Linked DNA regions of Mus musculus: region 2 is linked to region 1. Evidence: chromatin contacts called from public Micro-C data. All regions are on one chromosome and are shown on one strand. The core of a region is the stretch at or near the end of the contact, and the rest is flanking DNA. Distances in the headings are between cores, read along the strand shown. Region 1 holds the start of Jakmip3 (janus kinase and microtubule interacting protein 3). Region 2 overlaps Jakmip3 (janus kinase and microtubule interacting protein 3).

The links. Hi-C and Micro-C count contacts between places; a contact is called where the count stands out from the background.
Region 2: a contact with region 1 is called in a Micro-C map of brown adipocytes, with 4 times the contacts expected there. The contact joins the enhancer-like site here to the promoter of Jakmip3 in region 1. A contact is called at or near these places in 2 of 39 promoter capture datasets (3T3-L1-derived adipocytes and hippocampal neurons) and 8 of 484 Hi-C or Micro-C datasets (ECoMG myeloid progenitors, the N1E-115 cell line, brown adipocytes and 2 more).

Annotation. Positions count from the first base shown.
Region 1 is chr7:138,938,260-138,943,233 of GRCm38.p6, reverse strand. It overlaps Jakmip3 (janus kinase and microtubule interacting protein 3), which reads right to left and starts at 2,504. Exons shown (of 20, transcript NM_028708.2): 1 at 2,434-2,504.
Region 2 is chr7:139,063,604-139,068,577 of GRCm38.p6, reverse strand. Jakmip3 (janus kinase and microtubule interacting protein 3) reads right to left here. Exons shown (of 20, transcript NM_028708.2): 18 at 3,865-3,937; 19 at 2,320-3,272. The coding sequence ends at 3,887. Among named protein-coding and RNA genes, the nearest start is that of Dpysl4, 20 kb to the left of the region's middle. Within about 2 kb of position 2,752, at least 9 of the 459 cell types and tissues checked have an H3K27ac peak or open chromatin away from gene starts, as enhancers often do. A contact at or near this core is called in the N1E-115 cell line and brown adipocytes, where this site is marked.

The DNA of each region.
Region 1 (4,974 bases), core at 1,255-3,754:
TGGAAGTATTGTGAGCTTTGTGTGCGGCTTTTCTCATTGCTGCCACCCAGTACTAAGCCAAGGGGGACTTAAGGGAGGGGTGATTTTATTGTAGTTCAGTTTCACAGCAAAGGGGTGGGGAGGGTTGGGGGAGGCATGGCGGCTGGGGCTCTGAGGACAAGATGTTCACACAGGAGCCCGTGGGAGATGTTTCACACCGAAGCCATTATACTTAGAATCTGTTAAGAGGACAGACATCCTGAAGAGTGCTCTCACCTGCCGTAATAAAGGCAAAAATAGAAGAAGAGCCCATCTGGTTGTTCTGATGGAGAAGGCCATGCTGCTCTCACTAGAGACCTAGGCGAGGTGATGGCGAAAGATTCATGTGAAGCCGCCTCCCGTAAGGGAAACAGGACGGCGCCTACAGTGCTGCTTATGACAGAGTTCCTTTTTATCTTTTCACTTCACGTAATAACAAGTTTTACTGATTTCATTATCAAGACAAGGTCCTAGTCTGTAGCCCAAGACATATTTAGTATTGTGGCACGATCATATTCTGGACACCATGTAGGTCCAGAACATACTATATAGCCCAGCCTGAACTCAAAGCAATCCTCCTGCCTCAAACTCCAGGGGGTGTGAGCCACCACATCCAGCAATACCTTTTGAATTATTATAGCTTTTTTTTTTCATTCTCCTGGATTTTGAAATCACAAAGAATACAAACTTTGGTGCCCAAACCTCAGACCTTGAACTGGCTGGCTGACTGCCATCAGCTGCCACTAGGGTCAGGTTGTGGGTGGGAGATTCTTATGAGAAACAGGAGAGGCAGGGCAGCAAAGGCCATTAGTGACAGGTTCTCTGTTCCATCAGGACTCAGCCAACATCCACTTTCTCCTTTCCAAATCACACCGTTTACTTACCAATTTTTTTGAACAAGCTATGGTGGCTTATGTATGGCTGACGATTCTCTTTTAAGCTAAGGTTAGACCAGTGGTTATGGTATTTCCTTACAGCCACACAACTTGGTTCTGCCAGGGCAACCCCCGGGAAGGGGACACAGGTCCTCAGGCACAGAAACCACTTGGAACCGTGTGGGCTTGGCCAATGCTCTTCCTGCAGAAAACACTCTAATGTCTTCCGTGTTGGTGTGCCTCAAAGCTTGGTGAACCAGACTCCTAGCCCCACCAGTGTAGAGTGAAATACTGCAGGCTATTGCTCTAAGGGTTTAAATTCACAACCACACGTTGGCTTCCTGAGAAAAGAGGGCCAAGAGGGCCTTGTTCTCGGTGTATTAATTGGGTACCTTGGTGGAAAGAGGACCCTGGCCTTCTTCACTCCACCTACAGAGCAAGCTGGAAGTACCCACTCCCGCAACTCTGTTCTCTAGTTTGGGCCCCACAACCAAGGCCAGAGCCTTTTCTGGTGTCCTGCTGTTCTGCAGAGAGCGCCCAGATCTGAGTCACCACTGGCTTCACTGCCGGCTTAGCTGTATTTGCAGGCAGTCGGCAAAGAGGGCTCTGCACATTTCACCATCTTGTGGAGGAAGCCTGAATCTAGCTGGGAAGCAGAAGGTTTGGTTTTTTTGTTTTTTTGATTTTTGCCTTTTTAAAAACCCTAACATTTTCTTTTTTAAGTAGGCAAGGTCAAATGGATAGGCAGGTCCTTTTCCTAAGAAAAGTGCCCAGGCCAGCGTCCTCTCACCAACTCCCAAACGCAAGTAAATGGTAATTCGGTGGCCTTGCATATCCTCAGCATAGATCCCACTGCTGTGCGTTCATCCCGGAAACGGGAACACGGGAAAAATTTAAACCATCTGCCCCAAAATTAAAAATCTAAAAGGCCTGGCAGCACCATCCTGGAGGAGGTACTGTGAAGACGACGAGTCCCCAGCGGCAGCGGCAGCGGCGGCGGCGGCGCACCTGCGCGTCCACACCCAGCGCAGCGTCACCGGCAGCTCCCTAGGCCTGCGCTGGGCTGGCCCTGCTCCCGCACACCGCGGGAAACCGGTGCAGTGAAATAAATTGCCAGTGGAACGCGAGAAATCTCCCAGAGAGGCAAACACCCCAACTCGGGCAAGGCCTCCGGACCCCGGATCACCAGGGAGAGTCGAGCAAGCCCCGCCACCCTGCTCCATCCCCGTGCCATCCCGCTCCATCCCGGCGCCACCCCAAGAGTCGCTACCCTGCGCCATCCCCATACACCCTGGGCATCGCCACCCTTTTCTATTCCCGTGCTATCTCCGCCACCCTGGGCGTCACCACCTTGCTCCATTCCGGTGTCATCCCCGGCACCCCAAGCCACCTACAGCCCGCAGCGCAGGGCATCCGCCAGCCCTGAATATTCAGTGCCAGGAGCGGGTGGAGCGTAAGGAGCCCTGCAAAGCGCGTCCCTCATCCCCTCCCAGGTCAACTGTGGGATGCGTGGGATCCTGAGGATCGCACCGCTGCTCACCAAGGTTCCCCTCGATCAGGCTTCGGGCGGCGGCGTCCGACGGTCGGGCTCAGCCATCGCAGTGGCGCTGCGGCGGGCGGGGGCCGCGCGTCACCACGGGCAGCGCCCCGAACCCCGGCCCGCCCCTGCAGGCGCTCCAGCCGGCGCCGGCCCAGCGTCGCCCGCCCCTTGGCTTCCCCAGATCGTTGCGCTTATTCCTTTAAGAAATAAGTCCTGGGTCCGTTAAAGTAAGAAATGACATTGCCGAAGATGACCCTGGTGGTTTAGAGGGTCCCGCTGTGCTGTGTGGGGATCTAAAAGCCATCCAGGTTAAATGTGCCTGCGGGTCGCCCAGGGCCACGCGCCTACGAGGGACTATCCGTGGTAGGAATCACTCACCCTCATTGCGTGCTGGATGTGAGCAGCCATGAGCAGCGCCCGCGAGTTGCACGTGGGTGTCCCAACCCTTAACCCTTTGCTTCCCGGCTCCAAAAGCTGCTTTCCAGGGCTCTGTAGGGAGAGAAACGTTTTTTTCAGGCTTCAGCAAACAAATGTTATCCCGGACCCCAACATTCAGAGTTCTGTCCTCCCTGCTTCTCTTTGCCCCCTCCCCTTCTGATACTGGACATAGAACCTAGGGTCAAGAGCTCTGCCTAAAACCTGTATCTCAGCACTCTGTTCCCTCACTTTGTTTGTTTGTTTGTTTGTTTTGTCCTGTGATCGTGTGTTCTAGTTTCATTTCTACTGCTGTATTAAAGTCCAAGACGAAAAGCAACTCAGGGAACAAATAAGTATATTCCAGCATGCAATTCCAGGTTATAGTCTATCATTGTGGGAAAGTCAAGGCAGGAACTTCAAACAACTAGTTACATATATCTGCAGTCAAGAGCCGAGAGAAGCGCATGCTCTCACTTGCTTATTCGCTTGTGTTCAACTCCCATTTCTTCACTTTGGGGTTGGGGGTGTCCCTCTGCCTAGAGAATGGTACCACCCACATGGGGCTGGGTTTTCTCACATTAATTTATTACATCCTCACAGAAATGCTCACAAGACTGCCCCATGTAGACAATCTCTCAGTGAGACTCTTTTCCGAGGTGACTCTGTCTAGGTTGTGCCAAAAGACAATTAAAGGTAACTGTCACATCCAGACATTGTGGTGCGTGCCTCTAATCCAAGAACATGGGAGACTGAGCACAGAATAACAAGAAACTTCACAAAACATATAGGTATTCTGTCTGGGTGGGCCTTCACCTGACAGAGTGAGTTCTGAGGGTTGGATGACAGGATAGATAGATGCAGAGAGAGGGTGAGTACTGGAGCGAAGAGCTCCTCAGGTAGACCACCATCCGGCAGACTACATCACACAGCCAGCACGCACGCACGCACGCGCATGCGCATGTACACACACAGAGCTGCAAGTGGGTCGGGGGTGGGAGGCACGTGTCGGGTGATGGGATCTCCAAGTAACAGGTCTCTAACTGATAATACCAATGTGAGATCAGTGGACTGAAAATGAAAATCATATCCAAAATAAGGGTCTGTCCCAGTGAAGACAACTCATGGCTGGCTCCCGGAGGTACGGGTTGGGGCCACGGTACAGACCAGGTGCAGAGCTCGGGTGCTGCCATGTGTCTTTGAGCCTGTGCCAACCTCCCAGGCAGAATTGTCTGTACCCTGGCCCTACTTTGTGTGCCTCAGCCAACTTGTTTTTAGCGACCTTTCCACAAAACTACTGCAGGTGGGAGGACCAGGAGGGGAGCAGGACAACAAGTGCATTCAGAGGGATGCTGCCTGTGCCACCAGATGAAGATGTGCCCCAGAGAAATCTTCTGTTTATGACAGGGTCTAGTGTAGCCAAACTGGCCTAGAACTTAAAAGTAGCTGAGGATAATACTTAATTTTTGTTTGTTTGTTTGTTTGTTTGTTTGTTTTTCGAGGCAGGGTTTCTCTGTATAGCCCTGGCTGTACTAGAACTCACTCTGTAGACCAGGCTGGCCTCGAACTCAGAACTCTACCCGCCTCTGCCTCCCAAGTGGTGGGATTAAAGGCATGCGCCACCACTGCACCTCTGATACTCAATTTCTGACCTCCTTGCCTACACCTCTCAAGTGGTGCTGATATAAAAAAAAAAAAGAGCCAGGAGCCGCCATACCAAGCTCCTTTACTTTTAATTTGAGACAGATTTCCATGTAGCCCAGGCTGACCTTGAACTTGCTATACAACTGAGCTAACCTTGAAATCCTGGAAACAGTCATGTACTTTTATGGTTTATTAGGTGGTTTGAATACCTAAATCATAGATACATTTGAAAAATCACAAGCTCTCTCAGTTTCATTGGCTACAATGGACCAAGTTTGATTTGTTTGCTAGCAGGGCATTGCTAATGACAGGTTCATGCCAATCTTTTCTTAAAGGTTTATTTTATTAATCACATGTGTGTGTGTGTCTCATAACTACTGAGCCAGCTCTCCAGCCCCTTACATTCCCATTTTAATTAATAATAATACTCTCCAGATTTCACATAGTACTTCACACAATGATAGGGTAATGAGGAGAAGTAGT
Region 2 (4,974 bases), core at 1,503-4,002, 130 kb before region 1:
ACCAGTGCAACCAATGGGACAGGCATATTCTGCCACCTAGGGGCCTTTCCAGGAACTTAGGGCTGTCTCCATAGTAAGATGGCATTGAGCTGACCTATGTCTACAGTCCTTTATCCAGCTACCAGCAACCTTTAAGGCCAGACATGTAAGGATCTGGGATTGGGATTGTTCTAGCCAAGCAAGTAGAAAACAAAAAAAACCCCACCACAGACCTTTTAGGTACAAAAGGCACACAGCAGGGACTTAGATGGCCTGAGTGTCTGCAGCCTATTTTTAGTCACAGTTTGCTTGATTGGAGTGCCCCCGTGTGGCTCATGTTGGCATTTCCTGTAGCGCTGAGCCAGAGAGTCTCCTGCTCCCTTCTAGAACAAGCCTTTGTGTCAGCTTTCTGAATGTGCCTATAGACACTAAAGGCCACAGAAGTCACACCGTGTCCATACTGAAGACGGAGAATGATGTAAGACATGCTCATAAGAACATGCATCCAAATGTGACTTAAAGGATGAATAAATACCTCCTACCACCTGCTGAACAGACAGGTCTCATCTCACTCATGCTGTTTTTACACAAGCGCATCTTTCCAGAACAAGGCTGTCTCCTGGAATCCTCCTGCTCAGCCCCACCAGGGGAAATGCCCATAGCCCTGGGAAGAGGCTTGGTGGGAGACCATCTTGCTGAGTGACTCACCATGCCACACAAAAGCCAGCTCACTGTCCATGGGGCATGCTAGTCTTTCTGAGCAACAGACACCCTGGTTTAGAGACTCAGATCATGGAAGAGAGGCTCATCTTAGAGGGCTCACCCTAGAGGGCCTCCCAGAGCAGGAAGACACGTGGGAGGGATGGACATGGAGCCAACACAGGAGAGCTCATGAGGAGAAGCACATGTACAGGAAAAATGGCTACACAGCACTTCTCTTTTACTGTAGCTGAAAAGGGGGCTAGTCCCTACCACTCTGAAGCACGTGCTTGGTCTCCATATGTGACATCCTCTAAGCTCCCACCCCTGCCTTCATAAACTTCTGTCCCCCATGCTCAGCAATAGGTTCCACCACGCTCCCTGGTAAGTTCTAGGCTCTGCTCTGTCAGTGGCAGGACAGGCGGCCTCACCAGGACCACTTACAAGGAAACCACACGACATTCTTAGGTGGTGGGATGTCTCTGCTGAACGGGCCACACTGGAGCCAACACCCCACTGCAAGCTGTAGGTAACCCTGGGTGTGAGGACTTGGAATTTCTGTACCCTTCCCTAAACTGGGCAAGCTCCATCCCTCAGAGGAAGCTGCCCCAGGCCTCCATATCCCAAGAGATGCACACACCCAGTGTTTTCCCAATTCCCAGTGAGCCTCAGAGCAGATCTGGGGAGCCTTTTCCTCAGTCACCTCCTCTCACAATGGTCTGGGTGTGGCCCAGAGGGGACCAAACTCTTGATTTGTCCCAGGGCCTGGAGCCAACAGGACCATCTTGTCATGGAATCTGTTCTACCCACAGTATAGCTAGGGCTGTCCTCCTGGCTACTTGGAAGGTCGAGTCATCAGGAACACAGTGTTCACCCCTGGGGTTCAGAGTGAGTTCTGGGTAACTTAATGGAGCACTGATTGAAAATAGAAGGTAAGAAAGGCTAGGCATATAGCTCAAGAGTAGAGAACTTTTCTCTAATGTGCCAGGCACTGGGCTCAATTTGTGTTATATGTGTAGTGGATTGGTTTTGCCCACACTGTTGCTGCTTCTGACATCTTCAGTGGGAACTGGGCAGGATGGAGCATTTTGTATCACAGGGATGAGCTTCCAGTCTGTAGAGATGGGGAGGAGGGTACCCTGTGTTCATTTGAGCTCACCACTGTACAGGGGACAGGGAAGCTCCCACTATGTGAGGGGGACAGGGAAGCTCCCACTATGTGCGGGGCACAGGGAAGCTCCCACTATGTGTGTGGGGGCATCAGGGAAGCTCCCACTATGTGTGTGGGGGCATCAGGGAAGCTCCCACTATGTGAGGGGTCTGATCACAGATGAAATAGAAAGCTTCTGTCTCAGTTTTGCAAGCAGCAAGGTGGAGCTGGAGTGCACTAGCCATGGTAGCTTCCTCAGAGAGCGCAGACATCTGAGTTAGAAGGAACAGGGACAGTATGTAGCCCATATCTGTGGGTTACATCTAGAAATGGATTCAGGAGGCTTCCAGCCTTTTGCCCACATAGCCACTCAGGCTCCTCTGGCAGGGGAGACCTCGTTCATATCTCAAAAGGCACATTAAATTAAGCTAAAAGGCTTCAAATAGTGCAGAAAGGAAGGCTGCCCCCAGTGGGCAGATGTTGCCACCTACCTGTAGGCCACTGCACTGTGGCTACCTTCTGAGGCTGATGGTCCCTTAGGAGCATCTTGTCTTCACCTTCTCTTCTGGACCATTTCTTATGTGCACAGGCTGTGGACGAGGCCATCTTCAGCTACCTTCGTCACCTGCCCTTGCCACCTGAGGTTCTCAGGCTAGGCCCACCTGCTGGGGGTCTTCCAGGCTAGGAGGGCCACAACTCCACCATACTTTGGCTGTGCTTTGATCCACACTCTTCAGGGCCAGGCCTCTGCAGACTCATCCCATATGCTCCCTGGCCTCTTCTCTGATCTTTCCACTGTGTTCCTGACCAGCAGCCGGGGATAGGATTCTAGCCTTTGTGTCTGGGAGTACAGGGTAGGAGGCCGGTGGGAGGTCATGACTCAGCTGTCCTCACAGAGACACCAGTGTGACAGAACAAGGTTGGGCTTGGGGTCTGTTCAGCATCAAGTGCTCAGGGCCACAGTGAGTAACCACAGTGTGACACCCAGGGTCACCACTGAGACCACAGCCTTCATCTTGCCACTAGGGGCAAGTCTGGGCAGTTCTGAGATCTTCTTCCAAGAGTACTGATGGTCACTATGGGAACGAGGTGGGTGTCCAGTGTGGGCTCCAGCACGGGAGCAATTCTTACCCCTGCACGGCAGGGAACATTACACATTGGTGTGATTGGGGTGGGGCCTACTCTCTGGGCTGAAAGTCACCAGCAGTCAAAGCTAGACCTCTCCTGGAGAAGCACTAGTCAGCAAGACCAGTTCCAGTCCTGGCTCACCCCAAGTGGACAGTAGCTGCAGGTCACAGTGCTTTTGCCCTCATCCTCCACAGGGCGGGGCACAGAGCCCAAACACTCGCAAGTCTTCAGTGTTGAAGTGCAATTCTCCACACTTTCTCTGGCACCTGCTGCTCTCTGGTCCCATTAGAGGACAAAGGTCTGCCTTTGCAGAGGGCTGGGGGGGGGGGCGGGGGGGGGAGAAGAGCACAGGAGTTAGTGGATGAAAAGAGATGGCAGATACAACTGCTGTTCCCCTGAGAGAGATCTCTCTGCACCCTCTGGATATCAGGGCCAGGGCCCTGAGATGAACAGTGTCAATATGTCCCAAGTGTGACATAATACACTTGAGCAGAGAGTGGTGACCAAGTGTGGCCTTTGTCTACAGCCAGGGCACTGGCTCTACACTCGTACCATTTCCATGATTGTGGGTGACCCAGTAACTTGGGGACATGAAACCTGAGCTACAGAGGACACAGGAAAATTACAAAACCACCTTCTACTGTCTAGTGAACACTGACTTTGGCACTGGGTGCCGGTCATGAGCATGCCTTATACCCTCTCATGGGCCCAGTGCCTGGAGAAGGGTTTCTGGTTTCTGGGGGAGGGGGGTAGCTTTACACGGAGCTTTTGGAAGACCCAGGAGTTGCCTTTCTGCTTTCCTGGGGGGGGGGGAAGCAGGCAGCTGCCCAGGCAACAGGGTATACCAGTGTCTCCCATAAGAAGGAGCAGGACCTTCACCAGAAAGTGCCAGCCTCTGATGTACTCACCAGTTCAGTGTGCCAAGAACAGCTATGACCAGAGAATGAAAGCTAGGGAGAAAAACAAGAACAAAAATAAAAACTGAAAAGGAAAGGGGAATCAGAAAAAAAACAGGAGAGAAAAAAAGAAAGAGAAAGAGGAGAAAAAGAAAAAGGAAAAGAAAAAGAAAGAGAAAAAGAAAAAGAAGAGTTTTAGCTTGTCTGGAAAGAAATGAACCATGATCCTATAGAGAGGGGTCGTGGCCAGCTGGAGGACAGGCAAGGACAGGGTAGGTGCAAGAGGTTTCATGAAAACCCCCAAGCTTAGGGCAACAATGCTAACCCAAATGATGATGGGGAGGTAGGCCCCATCCCAAGGCTCTGCCAGCTGAGCTTCTTGGGGCCAGGAGTCTATGGAGTGTCACTGAGCTGAGGATGACATCGGAACAGGACAGTCCTAGTACCCAGCAAATACAAAGTACCAAAGTTTGGTGGTGGTTGCTTTATAAACAACAAAATATGCCGACAGCCTGAGCAGATCTGACACTTGAAGAATTGGGTGGGTTGGGTGGGGGTGGGGCCAGACTAACTTGAAGAAAACCAAGCAATCACATTCAGGCATTTAGTTAAATTTGAAAGCCCAGGCTCCAAACCTAACATTGTTCTACTATTAATTCAAGCCCAAGCCCTCGGGCTAAGTTACAAAATGAAACAAGTATATAGTCTGGGGACGACTTTGTCACCTTAGGGACTTGCATTTATTTGATGGACAAGTAGCCCATGCTAGTAGTTAGCATGCTGGCCCAGCAATGAGCCCCAGCAGCCCCCAGTTTGCCACGTCTCTCTAAACAGAGTGGAAATCTTTCTCCAGGACTCTACCAATGTCCTAAGACTGTCGGGTCAGAAATGATAATGTTAGAAACTCAGGCAAACAGAAGACCATGTCCCTCCCCAACCTCACTGGGTGCCTAGTGTGTGTGTCAGGTGTTTGCCCATGTGGCCTGGAGTTTGTAGGCAGTCCCTGTTGGTCCCTTCTTTCACAGCCTATGTCCTGCTCAACTCTGGGGGCCTCTAATCATGGTAGACCTATGAATTTATGTGAGTTCCGCTGAGCAGTGGCAACAAATGCCCCACAGATGG